5 separate regions of the Mus musculus genome follow, and all the other regions are linked to region 2. Evidence: chromatin contacts called from public HiCAR-type and promoter capture Hi-C data. All regions are on one chromosome and are shown on one strand. The core of a region is the stretch at or near the end of the contact, and the rest is flanking DNA. Distances in the headings are between cores, read along the strand shown. Region 1 holds the start of Slc25a29 (solute carrier family 25 (mitochondrial carrier, palmitoylcarnitine transporter), member 29). Region 2 holds the start of Rcor1 (REST corepressor 1). Region 3 holds the start of Setd3 (SET domain containing 3). Region 4 holds the start of Crip1 (cysteine-rich protein 1 (intestinal)). Region 5 holds the start of Wdr25 (WD repeat domain 25).

The links. Promoter capture Hi-C pulls out the DNA fragments that hold promoters and counts their contacts. HiCAR-type assays count read pairs that join an accessible place to other places. Capture Hi-C pulls out chosen DNA fragments and counts their contacts.
Region 1: a contact with region 2 is called in a promoter capture Hi-C map of adipose tissue, with 2.9 times the contacts expected there. The contact joins the promoter of Slc25a29 here to the promoter of Rcor1 in region 2. A contact is called at or near these places in 2 of 39 promoter capture datasets (hippocampal neurons and pre-B cells), 2 of 115 datasets of contacts at active chromatin or transcription factors (large pre-B cells and thymic regulatory T cells) and 1 of 9 other capture datasets (adipose tissue).
Region 3: a promoter capture Hi-C map of erythroid cells shows a contact between it and region 2, with 9 times the contacts expected there. The contact joins the promoter of Setd3 here to the promoter of Rcor1 in region 2. A contact is called at or near these places in 2 of 39 promoter capture datasets (erythroid cells and pre-B cells).
Region 4: a contact with region 2 is called in a promoter capture Hi-C map of liver, with 2.4 times the contacts expected there. The contact joins the promoter of Crip1 here to the promoter of Rcor1 in region 2. A contact is called at or near these places in 1 of 39 promoter capture datasets (pre-B cells), 1 of 115 datasets of contacts at active chromatin or transcription factors (bone marrow-derived dendritic cells) and 2 of 9 other capture datasets (adipose tissue and liver).
Region 5: a HiCAR-type map of astrocytes shows a contact between it and region 2, with 7 times the contacts expected there. The contact joins the promoter of Wdr25 here to the promoter of Rcor1 in region 2. A contact is called at or near these places in 1 of 484 Hi-C or Micro-C datasets (B cells) and 1 of 115 datasets of contacts at active chromatin or transcription factors (astrocytes).

The regions. Positions count from the first base shown.
Region 1 is chr12:108,834,433-108,837,132 of GRCm38.p6, reverse strand. Slc25a29 (solute carrier family 25 (mitochondrial carrier, palmitoylcarnitine transporter), member 29) reads left to right here and starts at 1,257. Exons shown (of 4, transcript NM_181328.3): 1 at 1,257-1,481. The coding sequence starts at 1,448. It overlaps Mir345 (microRNA 345), which reads right to left and starts at 160; the gene lies at 65-160.
Region 2 is chr12:111,038,049-111,040,748 of GRCm38.p6, reverse strand. Rcor1 (REST corepressor 1) reads right to left here and starts at 1,382. Exons shown (of 12, transcript NM_198023.3): 1 at 861-1,382; 2 at 728-787. The coding sequence starts at 1,143.
Region 3 is chr12:108,178,008-108,180,707 of GRCm38.p6, reverse strand. Setd3 (SET domain containing 3) reads left to right here and starts at 1,424. Exons shown (of 13, transcript NM_028262.3): 1 at 1,424-1,555. It overlaps Ccnk (cyclin K), which reads right to left and starts at 970. Exons shown (of 12, transcript NM_009832.2): 1 at 828-970.
Region 4 is chr12:113,150,660-113,153,359 of GRCm38.p6, reverse strand. Crip1 (cysteine-rich protein 1 (intestinal)) reads right to left here and starts at 1,348. Exons shown (of 5, transcript NM_007763.3): 1 at 1,207-1,348; 2 at 1-79. The coding sequence starts at 1,246.
Region 5 is chr12:108,892,869-108,895,568 of GRCm38.p6, reverse strand. Wdr25 (WD repeat domain 25) reads right to left here and starts at 1,297. Exons shown (of 7, transcript NM_177602.3): 1 at 1,256-1,297. It overlaps Wars (tryptophanyl-tRNA synthetase), which reads left to right and starts at 1,395. Exons shown (of 10, transcript NM_001164314.1): 1 at 1,395-1,500.

The DNA of each region.
Region 1 (2,700 bases), core at 8-2,507, 2.2 Mb after region 2:
TCCAGTGTGTACTTCCTTCTTCCTCTTACCACCTGCCTTTAGAAGGCATCCAGATGACTCAAAGCCTGTGGAGATCAAACCCAGGTCTCCAGACCCCTAGTTCAGGGCCCAGTAGCCACCACAAGCACTGGACTAGGGGTCAGCAGGCCTGGACTTGGGTGTCGGCTTCACGAAGGGTCCATTCAATTCCAAGGATAAACACCACCTCTCAAACAACACTGGGGTCCCTGGTCTCAGAGCTGCCCCTCCATCAGATCTGCCATCCCACAACTCCGCGCCCAGTTTAGGGAGGGGAGAGGCAAGAGCAGAGTTCGAGTAACCACAGGAGTCTGTTACTCCACTCTCAGCTTAAAAGAAAGTCACGACCAGCAGAGGCCCGGTAAGTGATGGCTGTATCCATCACTTGGACTTGCTTCCAGACTCCTTGCTGTTGTAGATATTACCAGCAACTGGGGGGGTGGGGGGCGGCGCGTCGGGTTCTTAGCCCACCTCAACTTTAATGCTCTCCAAGCCTGGAATATCTGCTTGCTCCTTGTCCTGCACCTAGCTCACCCTGTCCCAAGGCCCAGAGCTGCAGTCAGATGCCCGCGCCCCTGATCTGGCCTGCTGGCGGCTCCCAGGAACACGTCGGGCTTGGCGGCACCCTTCCATCCTCAGGCCCCATCCACAGGCCCCTTCTGTTTGAAAACGTTTCTACGTCCTTCAAACTCAAGTCCCTGTCTCTGCCTGGGTGCACTGGGTCCTCAGTACTCCTGCGCGTTCGCTTAAGAAGATCCGGGGCCTCAGAGGCCCCTCCAAGTGGGCGGTCGTTCTCGAACTTTCCCAGCAAGCTGAGTCCAAGACCAAAGTAGGCCTTGGGAGAGTCGCGGCGTTCCACGTGTGCACTCGCCACTGTGTCCTCTTGACACAGGCAAGGACGATGAGGTTGAGCAGGAGAGTCGCATCCAAATACCGTGAGGGGTCCGAGGATTGAAGCAGATCGAGCGCCGCCCTTCGGACCGTGCGGTTGGGAGGTTCTGGGCTCCAGTGTGCAGTGTGCCCACCGCACTGCCCCTTCCTTGCGCCGTGCGGGCGGGCCCGAGAAGCACAGTCTTTGTCTACTGAGCCGGGAGGCACCCCCGCCCGCCGCGCCCGAGGCCACACCTTCCAGGCGCGCCCAGCCAATGAGACTTGGCGGCGGCACCCGGAGCACGGGGTGTGTCCGTGCCTCGCTTACCGATTGGTTGCGCTCTGCCCCCGCGGGGGCTGAGGCCGACGGGGCGGTGCGAGCGGTGCGAGGTGAGGCCCGGCAAGCTGGACGCCAGGGGAGTGCTTTTCTAGGAGTCGCCATCCAGTCGCCTCCCCGACCCGGCTGCGCGCCCGGAGGCCAGATAGCAGGAGTCGCGACGGCCAACCGCGGGCCGGGCCCGAGGAGTAGTAAGACACAGCCGGCTCGCCGGGCCGGGCCATGGCGCTCGACTTCCTGGCTGGATGCGCCGGAGGTAAGGAGATGACCGGCATGCCAGGCGGGCGTTCTGGCTGGTACGCGGCGACAGGTGTCTTCTTGACCCTTCCGTGCGCACTGAGTGCAAGGTCTGGGGATCCTGGCAGCACCGCGGCTTGGCCGGAGGCAGGGACAGAACAGAAGGATGCGGGCGCGCAGCCTACTGATCCCTTCCCGCAGCTGTCTGAGCGAGGCTGGTGACACCGCGCGACCTCCTAGAAGGCTGGCCCGACCCCAGGCGCCCAGCACTTCCCATGCATTGCTTTAAGCTGCTGGAGGGCTCAGGAGAGGAGGAGGCGGTCCACCGGGTGGTCAAATAAATGGTCATGTCAACCTGACTGAAGAGCGCTCGAAGCTGAGAGCAGGCTAGGTCTGCCCATGACACTACCGTGCGGACCTGTTGAACGTTTAGTGCCTTTCCTTTTGCCTAGAGGATTAGTTTATTTACTAAGTATTAAATAGAGCCTGGTTTAGCCGCTGGGATTCCAGGTGAATCGACTGAGGTGGTAGTGGTCTGGCTGGTTATATGTTCAGCTCTGAGGCCCAGACCTGGCTCCTCATCCACCTGTCCTGCTGTCTTCATCCTTCATAGCCCTACCCGGAAAGGTCTCTCCTGGAACAGTGATAGGCTGGAGTTGGCCTTAGGTGCTTAATCCGTGCTTGCTTCTTCCTGGATGGAGAACATTGCTGTCTGGCAGAATGCCTTCCCTGAGCAGTGACGTACCCTCTAGGTGCTTGAGAACCACCAGACTGTCACCAAGTCTTTCTTCTGTAAGCTGTGGGAAGGCCACAGAGATTTCCACAAGCAGGTGGAGAATTAGAGACCCAGAAAGAGCCCCATGCTAGCCCCAGCTGTAACAGGGCAGGTGAGGGCATCTTCAATGGCCAGGACTCCTGCCGTGGCCAAGACCCCCTTGTACTGCAGTTTCCCCAGGGCCAGAGTTACCTCCATTTGTAGCCTGGGATATACAGTTGATCTGGGGAGCATATATTCACCCTGAGGCCAGGCTTGCATAGAGACTTTGAGCACCCCCACTGTCCCACAAGCCCATGGGCACTTGCTCAAGTAGGCCCTCCCTGCCTGGGATACCCATCTGTCTTCAACCAGCCTGTCTCAGGGTGGTCATGTGCCCTGTCTCCAGCCTGGTCTGCATTCTCACCCAGGGTGTGTAGAGAGTGCCCAACTACGTGAAGTCAAGCACTGACTTCATGCACGT
Region 2 (2,700 bases), core at 133-2,632:
GATTTCTAGTAGATGGAAATGGCCGGTTAGCTAAACCTTTTGATGGTTCTATTCTTTCACAACCTCTTCCTCCCCACCCCATCCCCCCCAAAAGAAAAAAGAAATAAAGGAAACACACATTTACAAACAGATCTTAAAATAACAGCCACAAGTCGGGCTCTCTTATCTAGACAGATGCTCTCTGGAAAGCACACTTCTTTTATTACCTGATTGGGGTGGAGGGACAGGAAGATCTTTACTCCACCAGCCCTCGGGATGGGATGGGATGGGATGGGATGGGATGGGATGGGATGGGACAGGATGGGACCGGACGGGACAAGACGGGATGAGAGTCAAGAGGCAATAAGAGCGTAGGGTTGGCAGGGTAACGCTAGGAGCCAGTTTGAAGTAAGAAGTCTCTGCGGAGCCCTGGGTCCGAGCGCCCCAGGACGCCAACTCTCCAGCACTGCCACCCGGGATCCCGTCCTAGCTCCGGTACACCACACCTGGAGGCAGAGACATCCCACTCCACCCCGGCCAGGTGTGGCTTTCTCAGAGCCGGGGGACACTGCGGGCCCAGTGCTGTCCCCACCGGAGCCCATGGCCTCCCCGCACCCGAATCTGCAGCACACTCGTGTGCGAGCGTGCCGCGCCGCCTGCCCTCGCGCCCCGTGTGCCCCCGCGGACCGAAGGCCAACACGCACAAAAAACAAAGTTGTCTCCCGAGCTCCCGTCACTCGCTACTCACCAGGATCGAAGTCGGGCACCGCCGCTTGGTACTGGGGTCCCACCCGCATGCCACCGCCACCTGCGGGGAAGCAGAGCACGGCGGTCAGCGCGGGCGCGGACACGGGCCGGGCGCGGGGGCGGCTGCCACCTACCGTGCTCCTCGTCGCTGGACGAGCCCGAGCTGCCTTCCTCCCAGGAGTTGCTGCCGCTGTTCCCGTTGGGAGCCGCCGCCGCCAAACTTTTATTCTGGCCATTATTGGGGGCGGCGGCGGCCGAGGCGGCGGCGGCGGCCGAGGCGGAGGCGGTGCCGGCCGAGGCGGCGGCTGAGGCGGCGGCCGAGGCGGCCGAGGCGGCGGCCGAGGCTGCGGAGGCCGCCGTGTTCCTCCCTCGCCGCTTCCCTGAGACCTCGGGGCCCTTCTCCACCATGGCCGGCATCGGCGGGGCCCGGGGCCGGGCCAAAGTGACGGGGACCCCGGCTCGCGAGGCGCGGGCGGCGGGCCGCGGGCAGGGGGCGCAGGTGGGCGCCGGGCCGGGCGGGCGAGCGCGCGGGATCCGCTGGCGGGAGTTGGGGCTAGAGGAGGCCCAGACGGGCGGAGCAACGAGCCGCCTCAAGCCCCCGATGCCGAACGGAGCGCAACTTTGGCTCTCATCGCCGCCCGCACTTCGCTGGCTCTAACTACTCCGGGAGCCGCGGGCGGGGGGGAGGGGCGGAGCCTGGGGGGGAGGAGGGCCGCGCACAGCCTAACCCGTCGCTCGCAAGCTCCGCCCCTGCGAGCTTCCATTGGCTCTCACGGGATCCGGGCGGCAAGCAGGGGCATGGTAGGTCTCTGTGCGCGTCCGTCAGGCCACGGGGGCGGGATCACGGGAAGGAGGGGGAAGGTTCTGTGCTTCCGTTGGCCAGGTTGGGTTGACGCGTATCGCCCACTGTACGTGGTTTGAGGTTTGCGATCGCTTTACGCCCCATGATCCATCTCTCGAGGCAACAGCGAGGAGTTAGCCCCCTCCCCCTCCCCAGCGCCCCGCTCCCTCCGCTCGCACCCTGTGGGCCCCGCGCCACCTCCCCCGGGGATCCCGCCGAGCGTCCCATCGGCTTCCCAAAGTGAATGTGCCCGACGCGAGAACAGAAATCGCGGGCAAGGTCGGGACTACTTTCCCCCTCGCGCGGAGGAGTACGCGCACAGTTTGAATGGGTTCTATACAAAGAGGGGAAACTAATTGGAAGAAACTAATTGCGCCCCCGCGTCGCCCAGGGGCGATCGAGATGTACTAGAGCAAGGGAACCTGGGGACGAGGCTCTCAGGTGGCAGTGTCCCCCGAGGGAAGGAAAGCGGTTGTGCCTGGAGACGATGGAGCTCCCCGCTAATTGGGTTGGGGGCCACCGGCTCCCCACGTTGCCTGAGGGGCCGAGGGAGGAGTCGGGATGTTCGGCCGGGGAGGGCCTCGAAGCCGTCGGGGTGAGGGGAGGTGCCGAGTGGCCCCGGGACAGCAGGAGGGACATAGATCGACTAGGGGCCCCACCGCGAGGGGGAAAAAGAAGGAGCTTGAGTCCCCAGCTCGGTAGAAGAGGAGGGTCACTTCCCGAGACCCGGGCCCTTCCCCCAGCCCGCAGGGCTAAGAGCCTGAACGCGGAGGAGTCGGTGACACCCAGCCCTGGGCGTCCTTGTCCCTGGAGTGATCAAGCGAGGGGCCCCGTCACTGCCTGACAGCTGCCTGTGGGGCTGGGTGGGCTGCCCCACCCCCCGCGCCAGCGACCAAACCTGGGGACTATAGGTGAAACCGTTTGCTTTAAATTAAAAATAAATAAATAAAACAGGAGATGGCTATTTTTCGTTTATATTACTTCAGACCTGGGCTTCATATGGGGACAGTTTTTACACCCGCTCAGGATATAAATAGCTACAGAGAGAAAACGAGAGTTTTATGGTTTGAAAGCCCGCATAAATAAGCAGGGGTTTCTCTTCCACGTTTTCTGCCCCGCGAATCATTTTAAAC
Region 3 (2,700 bases), core at 175-2,674, 2.9 Mb after region 2:
TAGCTAAGACTCATGGCACATGACTTTTTAATTTTAAGTCCAGCATTCTGGAGGCAGAGGCAGGAAGATATCTTTGCGCTGGAGGCCAGCCTAGTTTACAGAGAGAGCTACACACCAGCCAGGGTTACGTAGGAAGACAGCCAGTCTGTGATAACTGATTTTAAACACTGAGTGACTTATGGAAAGCTGTGTTTTATTGGTAGTCCAAAGTTAAGAACACCACCAAGAATACATTAGGCAGGTTAAACTGCTTAAACGTTTTCAGATTAACATATACATGTTATTTCTCAACTTAATAAAGATCAGTTCCCCTAACACCGAGGCAAACAAGCACTCAGGAGAGGATGACGTCTGGGTAAGAACGAGTCTTATCGAGGAAGTCCCTTTTCATTCCTGGTCCTACCTGAGTTCCGTGGTTCAAGAGTCACGGAACACTTTCCAAAGCCTCAATCCTACTTAACAGAGGGATCCACAAGCCGTGGGTGACCGGGTCGGTCTGAGGCAGGGTCTGTGCGTGTAAGCCCCGCCACCCTTTTATTCCTCGGCTAGGAATCCCCCAAACCGCAACCACTTTCCTCTGCGAGGTCAGCTTCCAGTTCCAGGCATTAGCGGCGCACCCCAGAGGACCCGACCCTGTCCCGAAGCTCCCTCGCCGCCAACCCCGCGTCGCCTGCTAATTTCAACGTGCATCAGGGATTCCAAGGAGGGCGGTGGAATCCGGGAAGCCGGACTCTTCCGTAGAACCCAGGCAGCTGGAAAATACCCTCCTCGGACCACCAGGAGCGCAGACGGTGGGCGGCGCTGCCCGCGGCCAGCTAGATACTCACCCCTCGCCTCAGGCAAAACCCTCAGCGACGTCTCTCCTTCCTGACAGCAGCCATCTTGGAGGTGGAATGTCGGGGAACTACGTCATTTCCCTGCGTCTCGGGACGTTAAGAAGCGGCCGGAGGGGGCGGCGAAAGTCAGGTGCCTGTCAACCAATTAGAAGAAAGTAAAGCTAAAAAAAAGAAAAAAAGTAACAAGTCAACAGTCGCCGCTCCGCCTACCCTGCGGCCTTGTGGACTGCGGCCCGTAGGGGGAGGGGAAACACTCGCACACACCCTCCCATCGCCCCACCCCCTTGGCGAAAGGGAGTTCGGGAGCAACCGAACCTGTTAACGGAACTTCGGCCCGGAGGCGGAGCCAGGGCTCCCGTCGTTCAATCACAGCGCGAGATCTAACCAATCGAGTCTTCGGATACGGCTCCGCCCCGGTTGCTGATGTCCAATGGCTGATCAGCACCCTGGCTGGCGGGCGGATGGGCGGCGGGGCGGAGCCGCGCCGAGGCGTGTTAGGTGCGGGCCAATGAACGGCGGCGGCGGCCCGTGGGCGGGGCCCAGGGGCGGGCGGAGCCGGGTTGGGCCTAGGCGGCGGGGCTGTCTCTGGCTGCCGTCCAGCCCCTCCCGTCCGGCCGCCGCCGCCACCGCCGCCGCCGCCGCCTGGGGGTTGGTTGAGGCGGACGGTGGGGTCCCGGCCGGAGTGTGGCGCCGCCGCTGCGCGAAGACGAAGCGGGCAGGTGAGTGCGGACGGCAAGCACCCGCGTGCGGCCCGCGGGCTGAGGGGACGGGGTTCCACCGCTCCTTAAGGAGGTGAGGCCGAGCGTGCGGACTCCGAGGTCCGGTGCTCGGCCGCGACCGAGTTCTCAGGGCCTGGGAGGCTGTGGGCTCCGAGGCCCGGCAGGCCCGGTCCCTGAGGGGACTGGCGAGCGTCTGCAGCTTCCCTCTTCCACCGGGACGGGGGCAGGCGGCAGGTTCAGGGCGCGGCCTGGGCGCGGCCTGGGCGCCGCCCTCGGGTACGGCCGGGGCCCGGAGTGCGCGCGGGGCGCTGGGACTGCGTGCGGCGGGCTGCAGCCTTGGTTTCCTTCCTCCGGTGGCAGGCGCACGCGGCTTGGGGCCGAGGCCCCTCTGCAGCTCTCTGTTGCCCACGGGGAGCCCGGCCCCCGCGCCTTGTCCTCCACTGCCCGCTCGCAAAGGCGGGCGTAGAAAATAGGTCAGGTTTCTTCCCACGCGCCCCTGGCCGAGGTCCACACGCGACGAGCGCGCTGCGAGAGAGAAGCGGTCCGTGCTCTCGGAGTTTGCCATTCCGATTTTCAACTCTTCCTTCTTGCGGCTGCAGCCTGGGCATGCGACTCTGCCTCTTCTCCCCGCCTGCCACTCTTGGAGAAGGAGCTGATTAGTGACGTGCGCCACTGGCTGCCGAGGGGCCTCACCCCCTCCGCGTCGTGTCGGGAGAGGACGTTGGTGCGTTTCTGGAGGGGTGCACGCGTAAAGATGACTCGGGACATGCTGTAATCCATTTCTAAACGAAAACGGTGTTGTTACCGAAGTAAACACATTTGAACAGGATGTTGACAGCCATCTTGCCTTTGCAGACCCTTAGAAGATTGAGGTTTTACTGATAGATGTAACAGAACTGCATCCAGGAAGGCTGAGGCAGGGAATCCGGAGTTTCAGGCCTGCCAGAGCTACATAGGGAGACCCTTTCAAAAAACACACAAAAACTAAAACCAGACTTGGACACTGAAAGTGTGGGTTTTTCATATGTGATACTGTTCCCATTTCCCTTTCAAAGGCGATGCTGAGGGTGTTTTTAAAATGAGTTTTAAACAGTGATAGTCTTGGGGAGTTTTAAGTGAACGCACCCTTAAAATACAGCAGTATA
Region 4 (2,700 bases), core at 99-2,598, 2.1 Mb before region 2:
GAGGTCAGTGTCTTTCCACATTTCTCACACTTCAGGCAGGGACGATGCCAGTCCTTGCCTAGTGAAGTCACTCGCTCAGCTGCAGAAGCACAGATCCACTGTGAGACACTGGAGTCCCTGCAACCCCTCTTCAGCTGCACAGACACCCACACTTCATTCTTTCAATGTGGCAGCCCACCCTGTGTCCCCAGAGACCACTGTGCTCCAGAGAGGGTTAGGGGCAACTATGGTGCTCTCAAGCCAATCCCACCTCACAAACCAGAAGGGTCACCTTTTTGGTGGGATATTTTCTTTTAGGTTGTTTTTTGTTTTTGTTTTGAGACAGGGTTTTCCTGTGTAGCCCTGGCTGTCCTGGAACTCACTCCGTAGATCAGGCTGATCTTGAACTCACAGAGATGCTCCTGTCTCTGCCTCCCCGGACTAAAGCACTGGGACTAAAGGCGTGGGCTACCTGGCCACCCACCCATCCCGGCTCATTGGTGGGACACTTTTAAGTGTCACCATAGGGATATGACCCCCGAGGGCTTGTAGAGCTGGAGAGGAGGAGGCCTTCAGACTTGAGAGTGGAGGAGAACAAGTCTGGAGGATCTAAGGTTAGGTAAACCCAGTTAAAGTCCTCTGACCTCTGCACTAAACCTGGGCACACCCTTCTCCTCAGCAGGGGCAAGGGGACCTCTTAGTCACGCACTATCTCATAGAAGCCCTAGGGCGCGCAAACAGCAAGAAAACGAGCACCCGAGATCGAACCCCCCGGACGTGGTTTTGGGCGTCTGTTTCTACTTAGCATTGGGAGGGGCCACCCTAGTCCCGCGTTCCTTCCTATCCAGCAGGGACCCCGCCCAAGGCGCACAGACAGAAGGCGGGAGAGACAGCAGGATCCAGAGGCCAGGGTCACAGAGAAGGGGAGACCCACAAGCATGGGAGTCACAGAGACCTGGAGACCCAGAGACAAGGAAGCCAGAAGACCGACCCAGAAACATAAGAGCGAGTAGGCACAGATGTCGGTTCTGTTTAACACCAAATTGTCCCACCCTCAAGCCGCGGGCAAGATCTATGGGTTCTATCCCAGGCGATGCCCTGGACTCTAGACAGCCAGGTCCACCTGAACAGCCCAATATTGTCCGCCTCTGGACCACGCTTCCGCGTACCGCCTGCAGTACGCCCGCGGGCATGTGGAGAGAGGTTGGGATACCCAAGCGTGCTCACCGAAATACACCTCCTTGTCGCACTTGGGGCACTTCGGCATGGCGGTACCTGGTCCTGCACAAGTGGCTGCAGCTAGAAGGAAGTAGGTTGCAGGCTCTGGACTGGGTGGCGCCCGCCTGGTCCGCGCTTTTCAGGGACCCCGTGGCCCTGCCCTTTAAGGCCCCGCCCCCGCCCCACCCCCTCAGTCCGGGACTTGGACCCCTGGGAACGCTGATCCAGGCCGACTGGCCAAGAATGGTCATCTGGTTCATACTCGCCTCCGGCAAGATAAACTGGCCAAGGGCCATGCAGGGGTGCGGAGTCTTCCCGGGACCCTCTAAGCCCAGCGGCTCCTGCGGACCCAGGCCCCGCCCCCTGCCTGGGGCAGGGCAAGTCTCCGGTCTTGAATAGGGGTCGTTGAGTCCTCCCCTCGAAGGACCAAGAGCTCTGTCTAGCCTAGCGTTTTTTGCACCTGCAACGGCTAGCTGGAGACCGGGTAAGCACAGGAAACTTCTAAAGTGCAGATAAAGTGGGACGTGGTGTGTTTGCTTGTCCTACTAAAACTGGTGAGGCCAATCTGGTCTCTAGGGTGAGACCCTGTTTCAAAACACACGTGCGCATGTGAACACACACACAAATAAAGCGCAGAGAGACACAAATTAGCATTCAAGGATTCTGCACATATTTTGATGCTTCTTCGGAAAGAGTTGAGGACATTCAGAGTCTCAGCCTTGTAGCCCAACTCCTTCCAGCCTTTCCCAGATCTAACCCACGCAGACGCCAGGAGGTCCACTCTGGCTAGCCGCATGTGAACACCCTGACCTTTGGCAGCTGACTGGACTGCAGCCACAACTTCACCGGGGAACTCAGAAGAGGGGACTCCCATCCAGAAAAGCCCATCCTGCCACAGGAACTACAGACTCTAAGCTTGAGGACCTAACAACCTGAGGTTGGAGACTAGAGGTCAAGACAAGGAATTCGGGTGAGGCCATGCCCAGGCTGTTTCCCTGGTGCCTCGAGGCACAATTGATGAGTAGTCCTTATCTCTGGGAGAAGTGCCCAGAGCTCAGCGGTCCAAGTCCACTGCCCAGCTAAGGAGGAGGCTGAGCCGTGGTTGGTACCAGGTAGAGAACAGACTAAGCCTACAGTAAATATGGAGGGCTGGGAGGTTTCTACTGGCCTGAGCTTCAGAGTAGTTTGTAGGCTTAGTGGGGGTTAGGGGTTGGGGCTCTCTGATCGTTGCCTAGCAAGCTGACGATGCAGTTGCTGATAGCCGGACATTAAGTTCTCACTGTTCAGCCCTGACTGACACTCCTGTCCACACCCACCCATTTATCTGTCTCCAGACCTAGCTCTGGGCAAGGATCAGTCAGGGGTATTTCCATCTCCCTGGCCACTGCTGGGGTAGGGAGTCAGAACTCTCAGATGGGATTAGTGTTGCACCATGGGTCAGGGACTACCCACAGTTGCAAACGCAGCCCCTCTGGAACACTACCTTCCTCCTAGGGACCCTAA
Region 5 (2,700 bases), core at 48-2,547, 2.1 Mb after region 2:
AGACTAACCACACAGAGATAGACCCATGCTCTGCAAATAATTTGATCTCTACATATTCAGCAGGGAGTTGAGGCCAATCTCCTGGTTCCTCAAATGAAACCCATCTGATTCCCACCACCATACTATATAGAGCTCGGTCACAGCCTGGGTTTTAAGCTACACGGTTATCTGCAGGGTAGACTCACAAAAGAGGCCTATAGCAGATCTGAGGACAGTGTGGCTCATCAGCTCCACAGGGGATAGAAAATGAACGACAGCAAGGGACTGGACACCAGATGCACCACACATAGATTTCATTCTCTCACTCAACATCTGCCACAGTAGGCAAAACAGTAAATGATGTCCTTCATTCATCACACTCCCAAGCCATAGAAAGACAAAAACATCCCTGACTCGTGAGCCAGACGATGTCGTGGACTTGTGAACTCAAAAGGAAAAGGATACAGGGTAGCTGGGCCCAAGACTGCATCTTTTTCTGGAGCTGAGACAGGTCTCAGAGAGACTACACCAGTGTGACGCTCTGAAGAGGTTGAGGGAACTAAGGTGTTCACAATACTGTGACTAAAACAGAACCAATACCAATGAAGAGGAGTCAAGGGTGAGTCAAGAAAACATATATGAAGGGAGACGGCTGAGAGAGATGCACACCGTTTAGGAGATGATGGTAGCCATCTTGTACCCAAGTCCAAAAAATGCCATGAGAAAGGGGGGGGGGGGGAGGTGAAACCAAGAGGAAGAGGCTAAATGGGGGAAAAAGAGGACTGAGGACTGAAGTCGAATACTGAAAAGCTAAAGGGAGCACGGATACATGGGGCAGGGTGTCCTGTGTGCTTAGCTCACTGTCCAAGAAGCCTCAATCTGGATGAATTTGCAGACAGCAAGGTGATGGGGCAGGGAACTGGGAAAGTTAAAGACAGAATTTTCCCGTTCAACACACGGGTCCTAGTTTCCTACTCTGTGTTAGGCACTATGATAGATCTGATGTGGGTAGAAATTCACACGGATCTTGCCCCAGAGGCCATGGATACAGGATGGGAAACAAAAAACAGACACGGGTTTTGAAGGATGAGTAAGTTAGCCAAGCTGTCAACACTAATGGGTAAAGAGTTCAGAGCACAGCACTCTAGGAATGAACGGGAAGAACAGGAAGGCAAGCGGCGAGCTGAGCCCGGCGCTAAGAAGCGAGAAGCATGCGGCCGCCACATCCCGGCCCCCTCCCTCCCGGGCCCGCCGCTCACCACACACACACACACACGGAAGCTCTTGGTCCACCCCTACAACGGTCCGGCCAGCACTCGGGCCGCCCAGTCGCGTTCCACCACGACGCCAGCAATTTCAGCCAATCGGAGATGGTCTCTGCCCTCCTCTGCCTGGACAGCCAATAGCGGCATGCCGAGACCGGAAGTTATTCCAGCCGGCTGGTGTTTCCACGGACGCCCAAGAGGTACCGGTGGCTGAACTTGGGGGTGCTGACTGGTGGGGCCGAAGTGGGGGCCGCCGGTAAGTGAGGAGGGGGTGGTCACTGCGCCGGGAGCGAGGGAGGGATGCCGAGGTGGCGCCGGGGCCTTCGGTTGACGCCCCGGCGCCGCGCCCCGAGGATCCAGCTCGGAACCGGGCTGTCTGTTCTCTGGGCACCTGTACCACGAGGGACCGGGAGGCTGCGGCGGCGCCGCCCACCCAGCCTGTCATCGTTTCCCACCGCCTGGGCTTTGCCCTGTAGGATCTCTTTGCCCTGTACGAAGTGTTTGTAAAGCCCCTGGTGCCCGTTTCACAGATGAGGAATCCTAAAGAGAAGCAGAGAAGGAACGCTACTTGCCCACGGTTTTATGATAGCACACCAAGCTCTATGTCCAACATTAAAAGCCTATCTTTCCGCTGCAGTGCACAACTTCAGAGCAAGGCTGCTTCGGGAAGGCAGTGATGTACAAAGCGATATGCCCGTCCTATTTGTCGCTACACTACACACAATTGCAATGATGCTGTGGGGGCGGGAAAGGAAGAGGGTGGGGAGGTCATATGGCGGTCAACCTGAAGAAAGGGACAGCTGATGCAATGCAATGACAAGTAGCTCCGGGCTCTTGAGAGTTTGGTTGGCCTCAGCCGCCTCCTCCCACGGCCCAAGTAGCTAGCCAGTGGCTGGACTTGCTCTTGAAGAAAGCTGGGCAAATGGCTCAAATGCTTTTGGGAACCTGAGTGATTTCTAGGAAACCCCTCAGTAAGTGAAACTGAAAGGGTGTGGCAAAGCAGATAAGAAAAACAATAGTCTCTTCTAAAAAAAAAAGAAAAAAAAAAAGAAACAAACAAAGAAACTGAAAGGGGAAGAGGAGAGTATTAAAGACCTCCACCCTGGCTGGGCAGTCTCATATGTTCAGCTGTCCAGCTTGAGCACCCTTGGACTACACAGCCAGGGTACGTATTGCCTTCTCTGCTAGGCTAGCAGCGTGTTTTCTGTTGTTGCAGTGGTTTGGTTTGGGTCACCTACCTCATATGAGAGCATTGAAGACTTGAGGAGGGTGTGTGTCTGGATTGGGATGTTGTGCATGTATTTCATCTAGTTGACTCAGGTTCAGGTGATGCCCTGGTTTTGAGTAGATGTGGTGGGTGCCCAGTGACCTGTTTGCATTCAGAGCTTGCCCTTCAGCATCTTCAAAGCTCCGGTTGATCTGGCCTCCTTAAGTGGTCAGTGTCTGAATACGTTGA